2 separate regions of the Gossypium hirsutum genome follow, and region 2 is linked to region 1. Evidence: chromatin contacts called from public Hi-C data. All regions are on one chromosome and are shown on one strand. Each heading gives the region's core, a stretch centred on a gene start, on an enhancer-like site or on the middle of the called end of the contact. The rest is flanking DNA. Distances are from core to core; before and after follow the strand shown. Region 1 holds the start of LOC121202911 (probable CCR4-associated factor 1 homolog 7). Region 2 has its middle 11 kb from the start of LOC107920305.

Evidence for each region. Hi-C and Micro-C count contacts between places; a contact is called where the count stands out from the background.
Region 2: a Hi-C map of leaf shows a contact between it and region 1, with 2.4 times the contacts expected there. The contact joins the enhancer-like site here to the promoter of LOC121202911 in region 1. A contact is called at or near these places in 3 of 34 Hi-C or Micro-C datasets (anther and leaf).

The regions. Positions count from the first base shown.
Region 1 is chrA07:3,303,413-3,307,735 of Gossypium_hirsutum_v2.1, reverse strand. LOC121202911 (probable CCR4-associated factor 1 homolog 7) reads left to right here and starts at 2,418. Exons shown (of 2, transcript XM_041117203.1): 1 at 2,418-2,884; 2 at 3,042-4,088. The coding sequence starts at 3,135. The coding sequence ends at 3,959. It overlaps TRNAT-AGU (transfer RNA threonine (anticodon AGU)), which reads right to left and starts at 1,754; the gene lies at 1,681-1,754. LOC107900479 reads left to right here and starts at 4,266. Exons shown (of 3, transcript XM_016826090.2): 1 at 4,266-4,323. The coding sequence starts at 4,266. It also overlaps the pseudogene LOC107899822.
Region 2 is chrA07:3,387,967-3,392,289 of Gossypium_hirsutum_v2.1, reverse strand. No RefSeq gene overlaps it. Among protein-coding and RNA genes, the nearest start is that of LOC107920305, 11 kb to the left of the region's middle. Within about 2 kb of position 1,814, at least 4 of the 9 cell types and tissues checked have an H3K27ac peak or open chromatin away from gene starts, as enhancers often do. A contact at or near this core is called in leaf, where this site is marked.

The DNA.
Region 1 (4,323 bases), core at 1,169-3,668:
TTCATAATCAATTGAATTTACACATGTACTAAAATTAGGTTCATACAAGTATATTACAATTCAATTTCAACATGTATAAGAACCCAAAAATTTGGAATAGAATCATACCATTCCATCAGTCTCAACCCAGCGGAGTGATCTACACGTAAGAGTTCCCTTAAAATCCGACTTCTTCTAAGTAGTAAAATATGGAAGAATAAACTTCCTAAGTAGCATTAGCTGGCACCATATCCGCAGCTCTAAACTTCTTCATCCCACCATTATTCAATCCTTTAAAGCCCTTCTCCCGATGTCCAACACCCATTCCTCTTTTCCTCCATGTTTGAGGACCAAAGCCCAAATTCAACGTTGTCTACCAAAATACACTACACAATCAATCGAAATTACATACCCGCTAAAATTAGGTTAAACAAGTATATCTAAATTTAGTTTCAATACACACATACATATAAGAACCTAAAAAATACTACTCAAACAACATCAATATTCTCCCTTCATGAACTAGCATAGAAGAGAGAATAATACCAGCCTATCATCAGTTTCGACCGAATGGGAGTGATCTGCACGTAAAAGTTTCCTTAAATCTGACTTCTTCGAAGAAGTTAATATCAAAGCATATACTTCCTTAGTAGCATGAGCCTGTGCCGCATCCGCAGCTCTAAACTTCTTGATCTCACCATTACTCAATCCCTTAAAACCCTTCTCCCCATCCAGAACATCCATCCCTCGTTCTTCTTCCCCTTCACCGTTTTTGCCTTCTCTTCCTTCATCATCTCCCTCAAAGCAGCTACCTCCGCCTCACTCCCATTAATCACCACCTTATCAGACTCCACAAACTCCTTATGGCAAACCAAGCAAGCTGATGACTTCACCTCTTTCAAAGCCTTAGCACTAACCACATGCCCGCAGTTCTGTAATGCAAAAAACTTATACTTCCCATTAAATTCAAGCCCCATAATCAGGCACTGAAACACGGCACCATCAACTTAATATTATGATACCTTTAAACCCCTTAATATGTCTGAACCCTTTGGGAAACTTCTTGCCCAACAAAGCTTGAACAAGAGCTTCCTTGTTAAAAATATTGCCTAGTTTATCAATGACGCAAGGTTTTCTTAAGGGGTCATTGGATAAAGCATAATTGAGTCACTTACCGAACCTTTGCTCATTCGGGTCGACTTTGTCGGGCTTTTTAACAGCGTACATATTGAGGTAACAGTCGCGAGACTCGACTCCGGTGGCTCCGCGATCGCCTCCGCCGCGGAGCGGGAAAGGAGAAAGCGGGTGAATTAGGGCTTGAACAAGAGCTTCCTTGTTAAAAATATTGCCTAGTTTATCAATGACGCAAGGTTCTCTTAAGGGGTCATTGGATAAAGCGCAATTGAGTCACTTACCGAACCTTTGCTCATTCGGGTCGACTTTGTCGGGCTTTTTAACAGCGTAGATCTTGAGGTAACAGTCGCGAGACTCGACTCCGGTGGCTCCGCCATCGCCTCCGCCGAGGAGCGGGAAAGGAGAAAGCGGGTGAATTAGGGATTTGGTTTAACGAGAAATTGGGTTTTAGGGTTTTAATTTTAGAACTCTGATGGCGGTTGCGAACGCCGACAACCGCGAGAGTGTAGCGAATTTGTCAACGAAGGAAATCCCATAAAACAGGGAATAGCCAAAAAGGAGGCAAATTGCTTTCATTGAGAGTCGAACTCAAGACCTCCCGCTTACTAAACGGGTGCTCTAACCAACTGAGCTATGAAAGCCTTTTTGATACTGATTTCTAATTTACTTTATATATTATTTATTTAAAAGAAAATAAAATCAAGATTTTTCAAAAGTGGTTTTTGGATAAACTCAAAAATTAAATGGTGAAATTTTAAGTTATAAAATTTATTTGATTTATTGATTAAAAAATTAGTTATGGAATATAATTATATTTTTGAATAAATATAAAATTTAAATTATAAAAAAACTATATTTAAAATTATATTATTAAATTTTAAACATCTCACTTTATTTTAAACAAAGATGATCAAATTTTCAAGAATTTAAAGGTGGGCGAGAAAAGACTAGACGAGTGAGTTATTGCATGTGATGGGTGATGGGTGATGGGTGATGGGTGATGGGTGATGGGTGTCTTTAGGGATTTTCCCAATATATTTCCTTGAGATTGTGTGGGTCTTAAGGATGCAATGATTAGTTGAAAGCATGACATTCGGGCCAAACTTGTTGAGTTTGGCCTGCAAGGTCAAGGCTTGACAAGCTCAGACTCCAAAATCGAAGTGGCATGAGGATTATATCACCATAGTTTAGGTCGGATAGTCGAATTGGACCTTGTAGGATTGGACCTTCCATATAGTATACCACCATATAACAAAAATAAACATAAAATAATAATAAATAATATCCATAAACAATCCAAAAACATAATGCAATATAAATAAATAAATAAAAACCGAAACGATACAATGGCGGAAGGTGAAAGCAACAGAGGAGGCAAGTGAAAAAAGTATATTGGTATAAAAGCTTCGTCATATAAAGCGCCTGGTCTTTCTCTCTTCTCTCACTTCATGATTTTATCTCTTCAATGTTGATGCTGTTACAATGTGAAGCACAGGGAGGCTTTTGGATAAAAGCTTTCTTTATCTTCTTCATCCCATAAAATTCCATTTTTGTTAAAAAAAAAAAAAGAAGAAAGGAAAACTTATACGCCCCCAAAATTTCAATTTGTCATTTTCTTTAAGAAAACCAAAAAAAGAAAAAATATCATAAAAAAGAATCCATAAACCCTCCTCCTACCGTCATTCATTTCATCTTTCTAAAGCCCCTACAGATTTCGATTCGAATCTCATTTTTATATATTTTTTTGCCCTCAGCTGCAACGTTTTCCAGGGTAAGATCTCATGTTCTTTACCTTCATTGTCCATTTTTTTCTTTCTATTTTTTTTGAAATTTGAAGGCTTTGATTGGATTTTCAAGATATGGGTTACTGTTATCTGTTGATAAGGAGAAATGCGTACTTAAATGGTTTTTTATGTTGTTATTTGCAGATTCTGGAGAATTGGTTTTTTGTTTCCCTTTATATAGTTGTTCTAGAAATCAAAGCTTTGTTACTTTTTTTTTTTCTTTTTTTCCGAAGGAAGATGTCGATTTTGCCGAAAAGTGAATCAATTCACATAAGGGAAGTTTGGGACGAGAATTTGAATTGTGAATTCGAGTTAATTCGAGATATTGTGGATGATTACCCCTTCATTGCTATGGACACTGAGTTCCCGGGCATTGTTCTACGCCCAATAGGCAATTTCAAGAGCAGTTTTGATTACAATTACCAAACCTTGAAAGCAAATGTTGATCTTTTGAAACTGATTCAGTTGGGTCTTACTTTCTCTGATGCCAAAGGGAATTTGCCTACTTGTGGAACTGATAAATACTGTGTTTGGCAATTCAATTTCCGCGAATTCGATCCTAATGAGGATGTCTATGCTAATGACTCCATTGAGCTTTTGTCTCAAAGTGGCATTGATTTTCAGAAGAACAAAGAAAAGGGCATTAGTTCTCATGACTTCAGTGAATTGTTAATGTCATCTGGGATTGTTTTGAATGATAATGTGCATTGGGTGACTTTTCATAGCGGCTACGATTTTGGGTATTTGCTTAAGTTGCTCACTTGCAAGAATCTTCCTGAAACACAGACAGGGTTCTTTAGTTTGATTAAGATTTATTTCCCGACTCTATATGATATCAAGCATCTGATGAAGTTTTGCAATAGCCTACATGGTGGGTTGAACAAGCTTGCAGAGCTGTTAGAAGTGGAGAGGATTGGTATTTGTCACCAAGCTGGTTCAGATAGTTTGCTTACTTGTTGTACATTCATGAAACTGAAAGAAAATTTCTTTAGTGGTTTGGCCGAGAAATATGCTGGTGTGTTATATGGTCTTGGTGTTGAGAATGGACAGAATACTCTCTAATAAATCAAAGAAAACTTCTTTAGTTGGTCGACTGAGAGATATGCTGGTTTGTTATATGGTCTTGGTCGTTCAGAATTGACAGAATACTTCTTAAATATCAAAGAATTATGAAATAAAAGCTGTTTGTTAGACTTTGTGTTCCATTTGCAATCTACTTATAATATCTCGTATCTTATCATCAGCCTGTTTTACACATCTTACTGCACGGATATCATTGATCATTTCATTGAACTGTTATACTTGCTTTGCGCTTGTTGGTTATCAAAGAATGTTAAATGCATATGAGTGGAGGGAGAGGGTGGAGGGATGGTAATAGAAATGTTTCACAATGGCCAGCCAAAGGATGAGGCCCTTTTCCCCCTGG
Region 2 (4,323 bases), core at 565-3,064, 85 kb before region 1:
GTTAATCGTATTATTGTTAAAATTTTACTTTTCTCTTATAATTCATTAAAAAATATATATTATAATTTTCAGCTGGTCAAATAGAATTTAATTCCATTCAAAATCTAATTAAATTTAATCTTATTTATTAATAAAATTGATATTCAAAACTTTAGTTAATATTTTCAACATCAAAACTAATTCATTCAGCAATAACCCAAAAAAAAAAAAACAAAAAACAAACCATCCCTTTTGTTACAAACGAGGTTAGATTCCTTGTCTAAATGGGTTCGAGCCCTGTGCCCTAAAATTTAGCAAACAATTCCTATTATTTTAGTTTTATTTTATATTCTCATTGTTTATTTAAATAAAACAAAAATTATAGCAATATTTATTTTAATGAAAAATTATTAATCCATTCTATGGGTATACAATTAGAGGAAAAAAAACATAACAAATATTTGTTGTAAGCAATGATGGATACGCTCCATCGACTTAGTAAAAGCTTCAGTTTTAGTATCAATAGCATATTATAACATGTTGATGATTAATTTTGTCACAATTTAAATACGAAATATTTAGAGTAATTGTAAACATTTAATACAATAAGAAAATTTAACTTCGGATGGGCAAAAGTAGCATGCAAAAATCGACAAGAGAACCTAGCATCTATCAAATTGGAGAAAACAAACACTTATAAATCGACAAGAGAAACATGTTCTATAAGAGCTGGCAAAAGCTTATAAAAGTGAGATTTATTAAACAATGGAAAACAAACAAAAAAAACATATGAAACTTAAGACAACATGAGTTCAAATCGACTCGTGAAATTATTTATTATTTTAAAATATTTTCAAAATATAAATATAATAGCAAGCCAGCGAAGAACTACTAACAGTTTCCGAAAAGGGAAGTAATGTGTCTCTCCATGATAACTTGTGAAAATAACAAAAATATTTATAAAATAAATTTAGAAACTGAAAAAAGAAAATATATAAAGTGAATGAAGGAAAAAGAAAAAATTAATAGAAGAGAAAAATAAACAAATAGTAATCAGCTCGAAAACTAATACAATCAAAAGGGAACAAACAAACCGCTCGACAGCAATATTTAAGTTAATAGGACTTGGGAAAAATAAAATAATAAAAAATTAACAGGAGAGGGCACTTGTAAGTAACACTTATGTCAAAATTTTGAAACCGTGGGAGGTATATCATCATTAGTAATCATTACTACTATCCACTCATAAAAATAAAAATAGGTAATTTACATTATTATTCTTCCTATTATTAATATTTTTCATTTTCATCACTACGTGATATTTTTAAATGGGTATAGATAAGGATCTAAACATGCAGTTTGGCTGAAGAATCCATAGCTCCCAAAAAGGGTTCCCACAGACAACGCGAATTGTTGAGGTCATTTTTAGTGATGAGGCTCGTTAGAGATCTGCAAAGGGAAAAGAAAAGTCAAAACCCGATGCTTAAGTCAGCACTGTGCTTAGTGGATGAAGTATATAAGAATGTTAGGTAGCAGGGTGAGGTCTCCTACCTCTGCTGCAGACATGCTACCTTATTTATAGGCTTTTTGGCTCCTGCCCTGTCGATGCTGTTGAGTTAGTCCGATTTTTCAAAGTCGTTAGCTTCCTCATACTTTTTATGCTTTGCTTGACTAAGCATTTGACTGAGTTGCTTAGGAGAACTCTGTATGCTTTTTAAAGCATTGAGAGAGCTGTTGAAGAGGGAGCTTTGAGAGCGTGATACTCTTACATGGGAGGAACATTGACGTTCCAGAGAGGGATGGTCCCTCTAAAGCTTAGGTGGCGTGGGCCTTTGAGGCCAACCCTTGGTGGGCTAGTGGTATTTGGTTGGACTATGTTTTCCGCCCAAGTTTATTGGGTACTAAGTATAAGGAGCAAGTTCCTATACTTTTATTTTTAGAAATTTAATCTTATTTTTCATATTTTAAAATTTAAGTTCAATTGATAGCATTATTAAAATTATTTTATTAAATATAAATTTATTAAAATATTATTTTTTTAGTTATATTGCTACAAAATAAGTATTTTTTTATTTCAAAATGGCTCACTAACGAAAGTTTAATAAAAAATTAACATTACTAACAATTAGACTTAAATTTTGAAATCTAAAACATAGAAGGACTAAATTTTGGGAAATAAAAGTAAAGGAACTAAATTTCTAAATTGGTAAAAAATACAAGGATCTATGGCATATTTTAACCATAAATGAAATAATAGAAGGATTCAATCTACACAAAATTAATAGTATAGGGGTTGCCCGTAGAATTTTAGTGCATTTAAATATACGTATGGGTATCCAAGCGAAAAATAAAATAAAACTAAAGAAAGAAAAAAAAGGAGAGTAGGTTAAAGCGGTGCAGCGGCGCCACTTTAGCTGTTTCTTGGGTCGGTCAAACCCTGACCTTTTGGCCCAATTTGTACTCCTGAACTTCAAACTCTTCGTTTTCCGGAGCATTGGAGGTTAAGCAAATGGAACCATGCATATATTTAGTAAGAAAACAAAATTCTGATTTTATTCGTCGAGTGTTTATTTTCTAAAAATATTTAATAAAAGAATAAAATTTTAAATTTATTGGTCGAGTATTCACCTTTTAAAAAAATAAAAAATATTTTTTCTATGTTTAAATTTTTAATAAAAATATATAAGATTAATAAACATTAAATTAAAACTAGCACAAATTAATCTTTAAAAGAAATATCGATGAGCTTAAAATGTGTTTTTAGGTTAATTATTTACAAAAGTCAGTAGAATTGAACAAAAGTTGAGACCCATATTTCGAGAGTTAAGTTTGGATAAATATGGATCATGTCAATACCATACAATAACTCAACCAAAATGTGACTCCTCAACCAATGAATCTTTCTAATCTTAGATTCAATTTCCACCATTTGTAAATTTTTTTAATTTGAAGTACTTTCTTTTATAGATTTTGTATAAAATAAAAAAAAGTATATTTGTTATAATGATTGTTATTTTTTAAACCAAAATGTTTTTTTAATAATTCTTTTAATTCAATTAAGAAATTAAAAAATGTTGGTACAATATGATATTTTGTATTATTTTTATTTATTTCCTAGATTAATGGTTGGTATCCTCTGGATGTTATAAGGAGCCAGACCAACAACCCATGGCTCCCCAACACTTTGTATGGACAACTAACCATGACATAATCAAAGTCTATTCAAATCTTTCATTGAACACGTAGCTTTTCAGCAGGTTGAGTAGTGTTGTAAGAGTATAAATCCAAATTATTTTTTTATACCCACATTTCTTCCAAAGTTTTGTATTTATAAACCATATATCAACAATCAGATTCTAGGATTAGGATTAAGTTTAAAGGGAGTTTAGTAAAATTTTTAAAGATTTTTAAGGGCTTAATAAAAAAATAATTTTAAAGAAAAAAATTAGGGTCGAATTAAATTTTTTAAAATTTTGTGAGATTAATGAGAATTTTCAAAATTTTAAGGGGTTACTTACAATTTTCTAAAAATATCAATTCTCAAAATTTGAGAGGATGGAACAAGACTATTGTTACGGTCTGCCTTTGAAAAGTGCACTTGAAAGTAACAAAAGCTTAAAGAAATTACGAGTATCTTTGAAAGAAAGAAATAATTCCAAATTATACTCTCAGAACATATCCTAACAGATTGGATCGAATTGTGATATATATCTTCAAATACAAATGATTATTTATTTAGAGGGTTGTAAACATCCTATAATCACCTGGAATGATGATTATTAAAGGTTGAATTAAGCAGCCAAGTGATAGCTTATTTGCAATAAGCTGAGGTGTTAATCAACAAGAATCCACCTGGCTGATGCAAAATTTTGTCCAAGGACCTGTCAATGATGATTCCTGGGCACTTTGTAATCTGCTTTACTTCATCAAATATTAGCCCCAGAAATATTGTTTAAAAGCATCTAATTTCAAAGAAACATAATCTGAGAATTCAAGTTCGTCAAGAAACATATCTGAAATTGAGTCATGTCATGAAATTCAATCCAACATATTCATTTCCATGCTGATAGAGACAGAGACACCTACCAAATACTAACAAGTATAACTAGGTTTTACGGACTCATCAATTTGTTTGAATTGCCTCCAATTCAATTATTGAACAACTCTTTAGATTTTAGCATGTTGCAATGGTAAATTACCTAGTTGATTACTCAATTTTTAGGGTGCTTTTATTTTGATCACTCAGAATGAGATTCATGCAATTTCGTTACTTAACTTTTACGGTGTTTACATTTTAGTCACTCAAGCATTAAATCTTTAACAATGGTTGACTATACATGCCAC